Linked DNA regions of Mus musculus: region 2 is linked to region 1. A link is a contact called in public Hi-C data. All regions are on one chromosome and are shown on one strand. The core of a region is the stretch at or near the end of the contact, and the rest is flanking DNA. Distances in the headings are between cores, read along the strand shown.

What was found. Hi-C and Micro-C count contacts between places; a contact is called where the count stands out from the background.
Region 2: a contact with region 1 is called in a Hi-C map of cerebellum, with 1.9 times the contacts expected there. The contact joins two enhancer-like sites. A contact is called at or near these places in 11 of 484 Hi-C or Micro-C datasets (the BV-2 cell line, the G1E-ER4 cell line, the P5424 cell line and 2 more), 1 of 115 datasets of contacts at active chromatin or transcription factors (embryonic stem cells) and 3 of 9 other capture datasets (embryonic stem cells, liver and pancreatic islet).

Annotation. Positions count from the first base shown.
Region 1 is chr14:63,468,827-63,474,721 of GRCm38.p6, reverse strand. No RefSeq gene overlaps it. Among named protein-coding and RNA genes, the nearest start is that of Gm17232, 22 kb to the left of the region's middle. Within about 2 kb of position 3,466, at least 36 of the 459 cell types and tissues checked have an H3K27ac peak or open chromatin away from gene starts, as enhancers often do. A contact at or near this core is called in cerebellum, where this site is marked.
Region 2 is chr14:63,792,718-63,798,612 of GRCm38.p6, reverse strand. It overlaps Xkr6 (X-linked Kx blood group related 6), which reads right to left. Exons shown (of 3, transcript NM_173393.2): 2 at 210-406. Among named protein-coding and RNA genes, the nearest start is that of Gm41175, 30 kb to the left of the region's middle. Within about 2 kb of position 3,577, at least 16 of the 459 cell types and tissues checked have an H3K27ac peak or open chromatin away from gene starts, as enhancers often do. A contact at or near this core is called in cerebellum, where this site is marked.

The sequences.
Region 1 (5,895 bases), core at 2,217-4,716:
GGACACTGTGTTAGATGTTCAAATATATTTACATGTGATTTAAATGATACATGGATTATATAGTAGTGTGTACCACTTTATTATGTACCAGCTATAAACATCCACAAATTTTGGTATCTGCAGGTGTCCTGGAACCAACCCCCCACAGATGGAAGGGGCAGTGTGCTTATGGAGAAAGTCTTAAGTGCAGGAAGGGAGCTGTATCTGCTCCCGGTACAGTTCAATACCCTTTCAGAAGCCAGATTATCTGTTTTAATCTGCAACCATCCTGTAAGGTGGTTGTTCTGATTTACATATGGGCACATTGAGAAGGAGACTGATAAACTAGTTCTCCTGGGGCATAGAGCTAGTAAGCACAGAGCAGGGCTTCAAACCCAGCGTGCCTACCTTTCTACGCGCGCGCGCACACACACACACGTTTATTCAACTATTATCTCTCTATCATCTATCTATACTTCAACTATCATCTATTTATCATCTATCATTTATCTATCTACACGAATGTGCACAGAAAGACATGAAAAGAGAAGGGAGGCTATTTGAGAATAGGAATGGAAGGAGAAGGAAGCAGAGGAGGAGAGCAAGAGAGAGAAATGGGAAATAAGAGTGGTCAAAACTCATGATGTAATTGAACGATACTGCCACTGTATGGATAGATTCAAGGACAGAATAATTGCCTTCGGTTGTGTACTTACTGGTGACCTCGCTAAGCCCAATAAGTAGTTCTAATCAAATATGCACTAAGTGACCTTGAATAAACTAAAAGCCAATCCAAAAGTCATGAATCTGAGAAATGGACTGGTAGGGATAGAAGGGGTAATGAGATGTGTGTGTGTTTCCTATATATATGTCTTAGTCAGGGTTTCTATTCCTGCACAAACATCATGACCAAGAAGCAAGTTGGGGAGGAAAGGGTTTATTCGGCTTACATTTCCATACTGCTGTTGATCACCAAAGGATGCAGGACTGGAACTCAAGCAGGTCAGAAAGCAGGAGCTGATGCAGAGGCCATGGAGGGATGTTCTTTACTGGCTTGCTTCACCTGGCTTGCTCAGCCTGCTCTCTTATAAAACCCAAGACTACCAGCCCAGAGATGGTCCCACCCACAAGGGGCCTTTCCCCCTTGATCACTAATTGAGAAAATGCCTTACAGTTGGATCTCATGGAGGCATTTCCTCAACTGAAGCTCCTTTCTCTGTGATAACTCCAGCGGTGTCAAGTTGACACAAAACTAGCCAGTACAATTGACCCCTTGACACACAAAAACATCACTAGTAAGCCTCAACCCTTACATTCTTATTCATCCCCAAGATCTAAACAACTTTAAAAGTCCCACAGCCTTTACATATTCTTAAAATTTCAATCTCTTTAAAATATCCATCTTTTTAAAAATCCAAAGTCTTTTTACAATTAAAAGTCTCTTAACTGTGGGCTCCACTAAAACAGTTTCTTCTTTCAAGAGGGAAAATATAAGGGCACAGTCACAATCAAAAGCAAAAGTCAATCTCCAACCGTCCAATGTCTGGGATCCAACTCACGATCTTCTGGGCTCCTCTAAGGGCTTGGGTCACTTCTCCAGCCATGCCCTTTGTAGCACACGCGTCATCCTCTAGGCTCCAGATGCCTGTACCCCACTGCTGCTGCTGCTCTTGGTGGTCATCTCATGGTACTGGCATCTCCAAAACACTGCATGACCCCTTCAGTCCTGGGCCATCAATTGCAACTGAGGCTGCACTTTCACCAATGGCCTTCCATGGCCTCTCACAGTGCCAAGCCTCAGCTGCTCTGCTCAACTCCTTCATGCCTTCAAAACCAACCAGTACCACCTGGGTGACCCTTACACATTACCAAGTCTAGCCACAGCACAATGTACAACGTTGGCTATATCTGGAACACAGCCACTGTGCTCTCAGAAAACACTTCCCAGAAGATGTCACCTCAATGATGCTGGTCTCTTCTTAATCACCGCTAATTTCTTAGCTCCGGCTAACCAGCATCAATAGTCCCAGTAATGCAAAGTTTTTGCTTTAGTAGTTCTGGTATCTTGTTAATCACAGCTGATTCTTCAGCCCCAGCTAACCAGAACTACAGAATCTTCACAATCAAAACAACAATGGCCCTCAAAAGAGTCTTTAATTTTCCCTCTGAAATTTCACAACCCAGGCCTCCATCTTCTGCACTGTCCTCAACATTATCTTCCAAGCTCCTACAAAACATCTGACAGAGCTCTTAACAACGAATGGATCTTCAAGCCCAAAGTTCCAAAGTCCTTCCACAGACCTCCCCAAAACATGGTCAGGTTGTCACAGAAATACCCCACTCTGCTGGTACCAATTTGTCTTAGTCAGGGTTTCTATTCCTGCACAAACATCATGACCAAGAAGCAAGTTGGGGAGGAAAGGGTTTATTCGGCTTACATTTCCATACTGCTGTTGATCACCAAAGGATGCAGGACTGGAACTCAAGCAGGTCAGAAAGCAGGAGCTGATGCAGAGGCCATGGAGGGATGTTCTTTACTGGCTTGCTTCACCTGGCTTGCTCAGCCTGCTCTCTTATAAAACCCAAGACTACCAGCCCAGAGATGGTCCCACCCACAAGGGGCCTTTCCCCCTTGATCACTAATTGAGAAAATGCCTTACAGTTGGATCTCATGGAGGCATTTCCTCAACTGAAGCTCCTTTCTCTGTGATAACTCCAGCGGTGTCAAGTTGACACAAAACTAGCCAGTACAATATATATGTGTATGTGTGCATGCATGCATTTTTACTTTACTTTTAAAAGTATTTCATGTCTTACTGGGAGCATACCATGGCACATGTATGGAGGTTAGAGGATAACTTATGGGGGCGGGGTTCTCTCCTCCCGACATGTGGGTCCTGGGGATTGGACTTAGGTCATTAGGCTCTGCCAACGGTGCATTTACCCTCTGAGCCATCTGTCCAGCCCAGATAGGTGTTTTTGAAGTTTTGGAAAGGTGCATAAAAGACTAAGGCTACAGTTTACCTAGGGAAGTGTGGGAACTGGGCAGATGGAACTCCAAGCGTGTGTAACTTCTGTCACAGTGTCCTTTAATTAATGCTCTGTTTCCATATGAATCTTTCTCAGAAATTCCACACTGCTTATGGAAAAGCAGAAATAAAAAGGATGGACACTGTGTATCTGTTTGGTGTTAGGTACCTGGCTCAGGACCTCAAAGAGACTTGTAGAGTAAGAACCTTTCGGCTAGACCAAAAGGTTTCAGAGAGAGAGAGAGAGGAAGGAGAGAGAGAATATGAATTTATAGAGTTTTAATTCTGACAGATTAGAGATTTCATGCTTGGTCCATGGAGAAGAACATCAAAATGTGCATTATTCTAACAAATAGCAAATTCTGACAATCAAAGATGCCAAGGAAACTCAGTTAAGTGCACACACAAATGTATTCTATAGTTTTCCAGCAGAGGGCACCTTAGGCTCTACTAACTGCGGTGGGTGGCAGGCCAGCAGTCTGAAAGCCATTTGTTGGCAGACTTGTTTTCTTAGACCTTCTCTGCTGTGGTTTGAGTAAGGAACATATGGAGGTGGGAAGCCAGAGGGTAGAGCTTAGGAAAGAAGCCAGGAGACTCCAGCTCATCACTAGCTCTGCCACTGGCTGACTGTTAATGAGCCAATAGTGTTGGGTTTCAATTCAGAGGAGAGAGTTACGCTCCAGCCACCGCTTTATAGCCCACTGGTGCTGACAGCACACATTGCTACAATAGCTACGTCCCAGCAATTCCGCGGAATCAGTATAGAGCCATGGCTTTACATGCTGTACCTCCAAGCCCCAGGGAAATTCACTGCCTTCTAGAAATACCAGTGACTGTCATCTTTTAAACAGAAGCTTCTTTTGCTTAAAAAAATAAATCAACGTGTGCCTCCTGGATGCCCTGGCACACTGCTATGGTGATAGCTTTAGCTTCTTGTTCCTGAGATGGGCAGCTGTGGAGGTCAGGGTGGTTGTGATCAGGGGAGGAGTATTAAAGGTGATACTGTGAGTCCCATTGGGCCCCCTGAAGATTAGGGCTGGGGAGATGACCTTCTGGGGGCTAGGTTAGAAGGATGAGCAGGGGCCGAGGGTGTCTCTGGCAGAAGCTGAGGTGTGGCTTCACAGGGACAACAGGTGATGGACAAGCCTCTCTAACTGGTGGAGCCCATAGACCTGGGGGTGTTCTGCTAGGCAGCTGGCTCTACGATGCACTACTGTTTGAGCCTCCAGCTCAGAAGCTACTATCTTAGGCCCTGTTCTTAGAATTGGCCAAAACAATTATTTACAGGAGGGAGGGGAGATGGGAGAGCAGGCAGGAAAGCCTAGTCCATGGTCTGAGATTCAGAGCCAACACTGTAAGAAGGTGCACACCTTAAATCGAAGCTTTCAGAAGGAATGAGAGAGTTCCAGGATTACACAGAGAAATCCTGTCATGGGGGAGGGGCAGGGAAGCTCCCTCGATCCCTTGGATTTTCTTGTTCCTACTCTTCCACCACCTCACTCTTCCATATTCTCTGTCCCTTCCAATCTTTTCCTTTCTCTCTCTCTCTTTTTTTCCTATCTTGTGTTTTCTGGGGTTTCTTGCAGGGGCCGCTCTGTTGAGCTTAGCTCTGAGCAGAAGAGCAGGGACTCAGCTTTTACTGGGAGGGTGACTGACATGCAGACGCCTCCTGCTGTGGTCAAATAGAATGTGGTTGGGCCATCTCCCAGAAGAAAGGCCGCCTTGGCTCCTGTCCCATCTAGCACCACCAAGGAGCACAGCAGGCACAATCCACTACCAGGGCTACAGACAAAAGCTGGCCGCCTACTTGCTTGATTTTGTGGGTTTCAGCCAAAAGGTTTGTGGTCCTCCCGAAGTATGTATCATATAATGAATTGCTGTACCCAATGTCACGCACATTTAAATTTCATGGAAGAAGTTAATGACACCGGCAGAAGTTGTGATCTTTTCTTCTCACACCAACCACATTGTCCTGCTGCCTGCCGTTTGGCACACGTCCTTTGACTAAAGAGTCCTCATGGCAAAAAAAGAGTCCCTGTGGGTGATGGAAGACTCTGGGTCTGCTCCCGGGCTGAGGGTCCCTCCTTAACAACTTGGTTGCTAATGGTCATGGGCTTGGTTACCTATGTACTTCCCTCAGAGGTCATGCTGGTCCTTACTTAGGACTTTGTCTTAGTCAGGGTTTCTATTCCTGTACAAACATCATGACCAAGAAACAAGTTGGGGAGGAAAGGGTTTATTCAGCTTACACTTCCATGCTGCTGTTCATCACCAAGGAAGTCAGGGCTGGAACTCAAGCAGGTCAGGAAGCAGGAGCTGATGCAGAGGCCATGGAGGGATGTTCTTTACTGGCTTGCCTCCCCTGGCTTGCTCAGCCTGCTCTCTTATAGAACCAAGACTGCCAGCCCCGAGATGGTCCTACCCACAAGGGGCCTTTCCCCCTTGATCACTAATTGAGAAAATGCCTTACAGCTGGATCTCCTGGAGGCATTTCCTCAACTGAAGCTCCTTTTTCTGTGATAACTCCAGCCTGTGTCAAGTTGACACAGAACTAGCTGGTACGGACTTGTTCCAGCCCAAATACTCGTGAGAAGTGACCCAGCTTACCCCCAGGTGGACAGCTGAAGGGTGGGGAGTGGGAGGGAAGAAGAGAGGCCAGAGAGGAGAAGCAGATGTACTATTTTTTTTTTTTTGGTTGATCTGGTGTCTAGTGTCATTTCTGTTGCTCTGATGAGCACAAGGAACCCAGAGGAGTAATGGCCCATCTGTCTTACAGCTCCAGGTCACAGTCTGTCATTTTGTGGAAGTCAAGGCAGGATCCCGAGCAACTGACCACAACATATCACAGTCATGAGCGGAGAGAAGTGAGCGCATCGGTGCTGTCTGC
Region 2 (5,895 bases), core at 2,328-4,827, 320 kb before region 1:
ACCCTGCTCTTATGAACATAGTGGCCCAGGAGCAGGGATGCCAAGAGGGCTGGGTCTGGACATCTGAACTTAGAGCCAGGACCCCTAGGCCATGTCGGCAAATGAGGCCGCTGGGCGGGGCGGGGGTGGGGCGATGAGGCCGCTGTGGCGGGGGTGGGGGTGGGGGTGGGGGGGCGGCCTCGCAGGGGCAGTGGCAGGAAGGCACTCACAGGGCAGCGTCTCTGCACTGTTCTTCTGGATCATTATGCAGAGCTGTAGCACCAGTTGGGGGGCGCTCTCCAGAAAGGTCTCCAGGAGGCGCAGCATGTTGACATCTGCATATTCGTACATCATAGCCCAGTAGAAGCGCCGCTGGTGTTCCTTCTGCCGCTGGCTCTGAATCCCCAGGTACATGGTGCGGATATACCTGTGGGGAGACACGGGACAGAACACATGTGTGAGTAGGGCTTGGGGCGGGTATAGAAGGACCACAACCAGCCCCCTAACGCCCAAACTTCCTGTATTGGCATTCCCCCAACTTCCTTCAGAAGCCCCCAGGGTCTTGGATGGGATTTGGGCTCAAAAGGATAATGTGGTGAGGCATGAAGTTCCAGCCCTTGGAGGGAGCTGGCCCAATGAGGGACCCCAAACCAGTTCTTCCCATCCTGGCTTCCACTTATACATAGAGGAAATGAAAGCATTGCTCAAATGAGGCTCCAGGCCCATCAAATAAGCATTTCAGATGAGCTGGGGTACAGGATTAGGGTGGAGGTAGGAGACAGTCCAGTAGAGTTGGCACTTCAGTTACTCTAGAGAGGAAAGAGACTGGCTTGTGATGCTCTGAAGTGCCACTCATTGGCTGGCCATACCCACCTGGGGAGGGCGTAGCATGCTCCTGTAGGGACCAGTTGGGCCTCTGAAAGGCTACCTCTCTCTCCTGCATAGGCTCAGATGGCCAAATGAAGAGGAGAGTCGAGCACTGGCTCCAGGTCACTGGCCAACAAGGCCGAGATATACCTGATAGACATCAAGGAGACCTAGAGACTATCAGGGAGGCTATGTGCCAGGGCAGTCACAAATCTACTGATCCCTCTCTCTCAAGAAGACATCCAGACTCTGTGGGGAGCCACAAGAGCCCAAGGAAGCAGGTCTAGTTGGGGAGCCTAGGTTAGCAGGTCGGCACTGAGAACTGTGTGATGTGGATGTTGGCTCAGTGTACCAGGCCCTCCTCTGCAGTGAGGGGGCCTCACACAGTGGGTACTGAGCACACATGTGTAGAAGGCTCTCTTCCTGTGTGAGCCTCACTGCCACCAGAAATATGCGGAGCTGTGTCTCCAAGTGATGTAAGCAATAGTCCAGCTATGGGTGGGATCCAGGATGTAGGAAGGGGCCAGGATATAGGCAGACTTGTTTGGGTAGGGTCCTGTCCAAACACAAGGGTCAGAAGCACAACTCTGTAGGTCAGGATCAAGAATGGACCCATGCACACAGTGACACATATTCCTGAGCTGGAACTGTACAGACAGGGCACAGGGCTGACAACCCTCACAAGGCTCAGTGGCCCTCAGGCACTGCTCACTCGAGTCTGCTGGACAATCCTCTCGACCCTCTCCACAGCATTGACATCGGCCCCTCCTCACTGGCGCACGCTGCCCACTCCTGCCCCATGAGAACTCTTCCTCACAAGACAGCCAGTGTTCTTGGAAGGTTCTAAGGTACAGGCAGCTTCTCCCCTCTGAAGCCAGTTTCCCAGTGCTCAGAATAATCTCCCCAGCCCTCCTCGGGTGTCAGGGCCTCACCTCATCTCCAGTATCTCAACAGCAGTCCTGTTCTCCCAGACCCTCTTCCTCATCTGTCTTCCTTGCCTCCCCTTGGAGCACAGGAGCCCTGTGTGCGTGGAGACCAGCTGACGGCACCCTGATATATCTCCCTGCAGGGGTCAGTGCCTGTGGAAGAAGCAGGCTGGGAAGGCCTGTTCTCTGGGGCTGAGGACTCCAGGCAGGACCACATACTCACAACACCTTAACGGCAGGGGAGGACCCTGGGAGGAGCCACTGTCTTCCTAGTGGTGGGAGGGGATGAAGCAGCCAACTCTGAGTGATGCTTCAGGAAACAGAGCAGCTGCATGTCTGGCGGAGCAGTGGTAGCTGCGTATCTCATCAACCAGCAGTATTCCCTGGCTCAAACTCAGCCCGACTCAGATGCAGTGGCCCACAACAGAGAGGCCCGTGACGCCCCCCCCCCCCCTCGCTCAACTATGCTCAGAACACAGTTCTGCCTCTCGGCTCTCAGGAGTGGCCCACGTGCTGTATCCGCGAGTACCAGAGACAGTCTGGCCATCGCGGGTAACAATGCCAGCATCCGCTTCACTCCTTCTGTACCAAGGTGCAGAAAGAAACCCCCTCTGTCCAGGGAGGCGGGAGGAAAGCCAGAACCTGTCCCCTGGGTCAAGACGCCTAGGCTTGGATGTCACACCTTCTGGTAGTCAGCACCCCACGGCCTCTGCCCTGGGATGAGAGCAAAGAGAGTGGAGCTTGGGACTTCCAAACACTCACTGGGCAAATGTGGTCCTCCCTTCCCCAGCTCTAAATTTTTGAAACAGGGTCTCATATATCTCAGGCTGGTCTTGAACTTGCTACGTAGACAAAATAAGCTTGAACTTCTCATGCTCCGTTTCCTGAGTACTGTGGCTACTCTCTCTTCCATCTTTTAGTCTTGGTCTCCAGTTAGTAACAGAGGGATGTTTGTTTGCTGGCTTGTAATAAACTAGTTCTGGATACAGACATAGCCTAGCTCACTTGATAGACCAGGAGGCCAAGACAAGAGTCTAAACTGATTTGTCTCCATCATTCTGGGAAAGTGTGTGTGTGTGTGTGTGTGTGTGTGTGTGTGTGTGTGTGTGTAGGGGCCCCTAAATCTATACGACAGTGTTCTGAACCTGCCTTGTAAAGTGGCCCTCTCAGTACGGGGCCAGACACTTTCTCTAGTGTGCAGGGCCCTGATGGCTCTTGGAAGCATGGATCAGGCCATCGCCCAGAGCAGATGGGATGCCACATTCTTCACTGAGCTGCATAGATTTTACCTCCCTATCAGTCCCAGGAGGTTTAGGGAATGAGCCGGTGACAGGACGCCACATCTTTCCCCTGAGTCCTTGAGGCGTTCCAAGCCTTGGGATCAGAGATAGATCCCCCTTCAGCTTTTTGGACTGCCTATCTCCTGTGCAGGTGTCTTCCTCCCGTGACCACAAGGTGGCGCCAAACCCTAAGCGTCGCAAAAAGGAGGCGCCACACCGGTGATCTCATACCTTAGGGCCTGCTCCCTCCTATGCGGCAGTGCTGGATGCAGGGGCCACCTGCTAGCTGCAGTGCATGTTGGTCAATTTGTACCGGGGTTCCAACTGAAGGCATGGTGAGTGCCGAGTTCTCCCCTACTGAGAAAGCTGGACCAGGAAGGCAGCCCAGGAGAGAAGACGCCCACCGGGCTGTTCCTGGATTTACTATCTCCTCTTCTTATGTCACCTCCTGTCACCCTGTGTCTCCTCTAGGAGTACCAGATCTCACAACAATCAGTGTAAGAGCCAGGAGATTGCAGTTGCCTGAACACGGAAGGGCTGCGTGGCCGCTAAGCGGATCTCTTCCCTAGGCTCCACCCTCACCCCAACCCCTATCGTTATCCTCCCCTACCCTAGGTTTACACACAAGAGAAGGTTTGAACTCGTGCCAGTACTTTATGTCATTGTTTTCTCAAGTGTGGCTTCACGGTGTTCAAAGTATGGCACACACTTTACACATGGTAACCTGCATTTGAGTGTGCGGAAAGGTTCTGAGCAATCGTTTTGAGTTAGTGAGTGGAGAGCATGAAGTCACTTAATCCTCGCAACAAGGGGTCTGCAGCAACCCCTCACCTCACAGATTGCCAACTGGAGCTCTGAGGCAAAGGCGTGCTCCTCAGTTTACCCAGCTGCATAAATAACTGAGTGGAATACCACGCCACACCCGGGCAGTCTGGCTTTGGGTCCAGACCTGCACAGCTCTCAGGCAGACCATTTGTCTCTTTCTCTCGAGCACAGTCCACATTGTTCTGATCGTTACAATCTGCCTATCCTCTGAGGCCTGGTTTCCTATCTATAAGATGCCTGTTCTAGAGTAGGGCCCCAGGAGAAGCTAAGTAATGAATGCACACCATCTTGCCCCCCCCCACACACACACAAAGGGCCATGAAAGCCTGGATTGTAAAGTCTCTATGAAAACAAGGGAGTGCACCAGGTAGGTGGCTGCTGACTAGGTGTGCACCTCCCCCTGACTTTAGCTCCCATGGCTATGGGAATTGTCTTGATTGTTTATTAGTGTAGGCCACTATAGGTGGAAGTATTCCCTAGGCGGGTGGTGCCGGGCTGTATAAGAAGACCAGCTATCCAGGAGCCGCTAGCAGCATTCCTCCATGACTTCTGCTTCAAGTTTCTGCCTAAGTTCCTATCTTCACTTCCCTCAGTAATGGACTGTGACCTGGAAGTGTAAGCCAATAAACTTATTCCTCCCCGAAGTTGCTTTTGGTTAAAGTGCATAATCATAGCAATACAGATGAGACTAGTATACAAGTCAAATCCAATAATATATTATCTTATCTAGCCATATAATATACATACCATATATATTATATATATAGAGATATACATATATTATATATACATATACATCCATATATATATGGTACACCAAAGCCAGAGCCAGATGGAGTTTATCATAACATGGAAGGCTGGTTCCATTTTTCAAATTCAATGAATGCAAACTCTGTCATTAGCAAAACTCACGCAGCACATTAACCCAGGCAGAAAATGTCTTTGACAGAATCCAACAACTATTCATAATAAAAACACACAGCAAGCAAAACCTGGAGCAAAACTTCCAGAATCTTATGAAGATGCCGGACACTAATAAACCCACACCATAACACCACGCATAATGGTAAAGGCTGAATGTTTCTGTCGGAAGACCAGGGGCAAAGCCAATGGTGTCCACTCTCACCCTCATCCCACCTCATGATGGGAGGAGCAGCCGGGTCACCAGCGCAAGACGGTGAACTGTAAACAGAAGATACAAACAGATCGCAGAGGGAGTACACCCATCTCTAGCTGGCAGAGGCTTAGGCTGAAGATCTAACAGCTGGCACAGGCCCACGTGTAGGACGGACGTGGAAACACCTTAAGAACAAGGTGAACAGACAGAAATCAATACTGTTTCTGTAGCTAACTTATGGATAGCTGAAAATTCAAAATAGAAATTCCATTTATATACTCCAAAATGAAATGATTAGATATAAATCTAATAAGGTGTGCAAGATTTGTATAATGAAGGTAAAAGATGTTCAGAGAAACCAAAGACATACCCATACCACAGTCATGTGTATGACTTAGATGGTAACTGCCTCCACCCACATTGATCTGAAGGCTTAATGTAATTCTTTTTCTCAAGATTTATTATTTTTAATTGTGTGCATGTACGTGTGTGTGTGTGTGTGTGTGTGTGTGTGTGTGTGTGTGTGTGTGCGCACATGAGAGCAGGAGAGCAGGGTACTATGGAGGCCAGGAGGGCATCAGATCCCCTTGGAATAGGCAGTTGCAGGTGGCTCAGCTTCAGATTTAGTGTAGGCTTTTTCAAGAGCGCTTAGTACTCTTATATCATGCCATGTCTCCACACTAGATTTAACATAATTCTAAGAAAGATCCTAGCAACATTGTCTGTGTGTTTGTTTATGTTACAGGATATTTGAACATGTTTCTAGTTAAGGTGCGGTTCAGCCCTTGGCACACACCTTTAATCCCTCTGGTTGGAATACAGACACACCCTTAGTACACACCTTTCACCCCAAAGAAGGTGAAGTTAGTTTGTCAAAGGAAAATGACGTCTAATTGAGTGG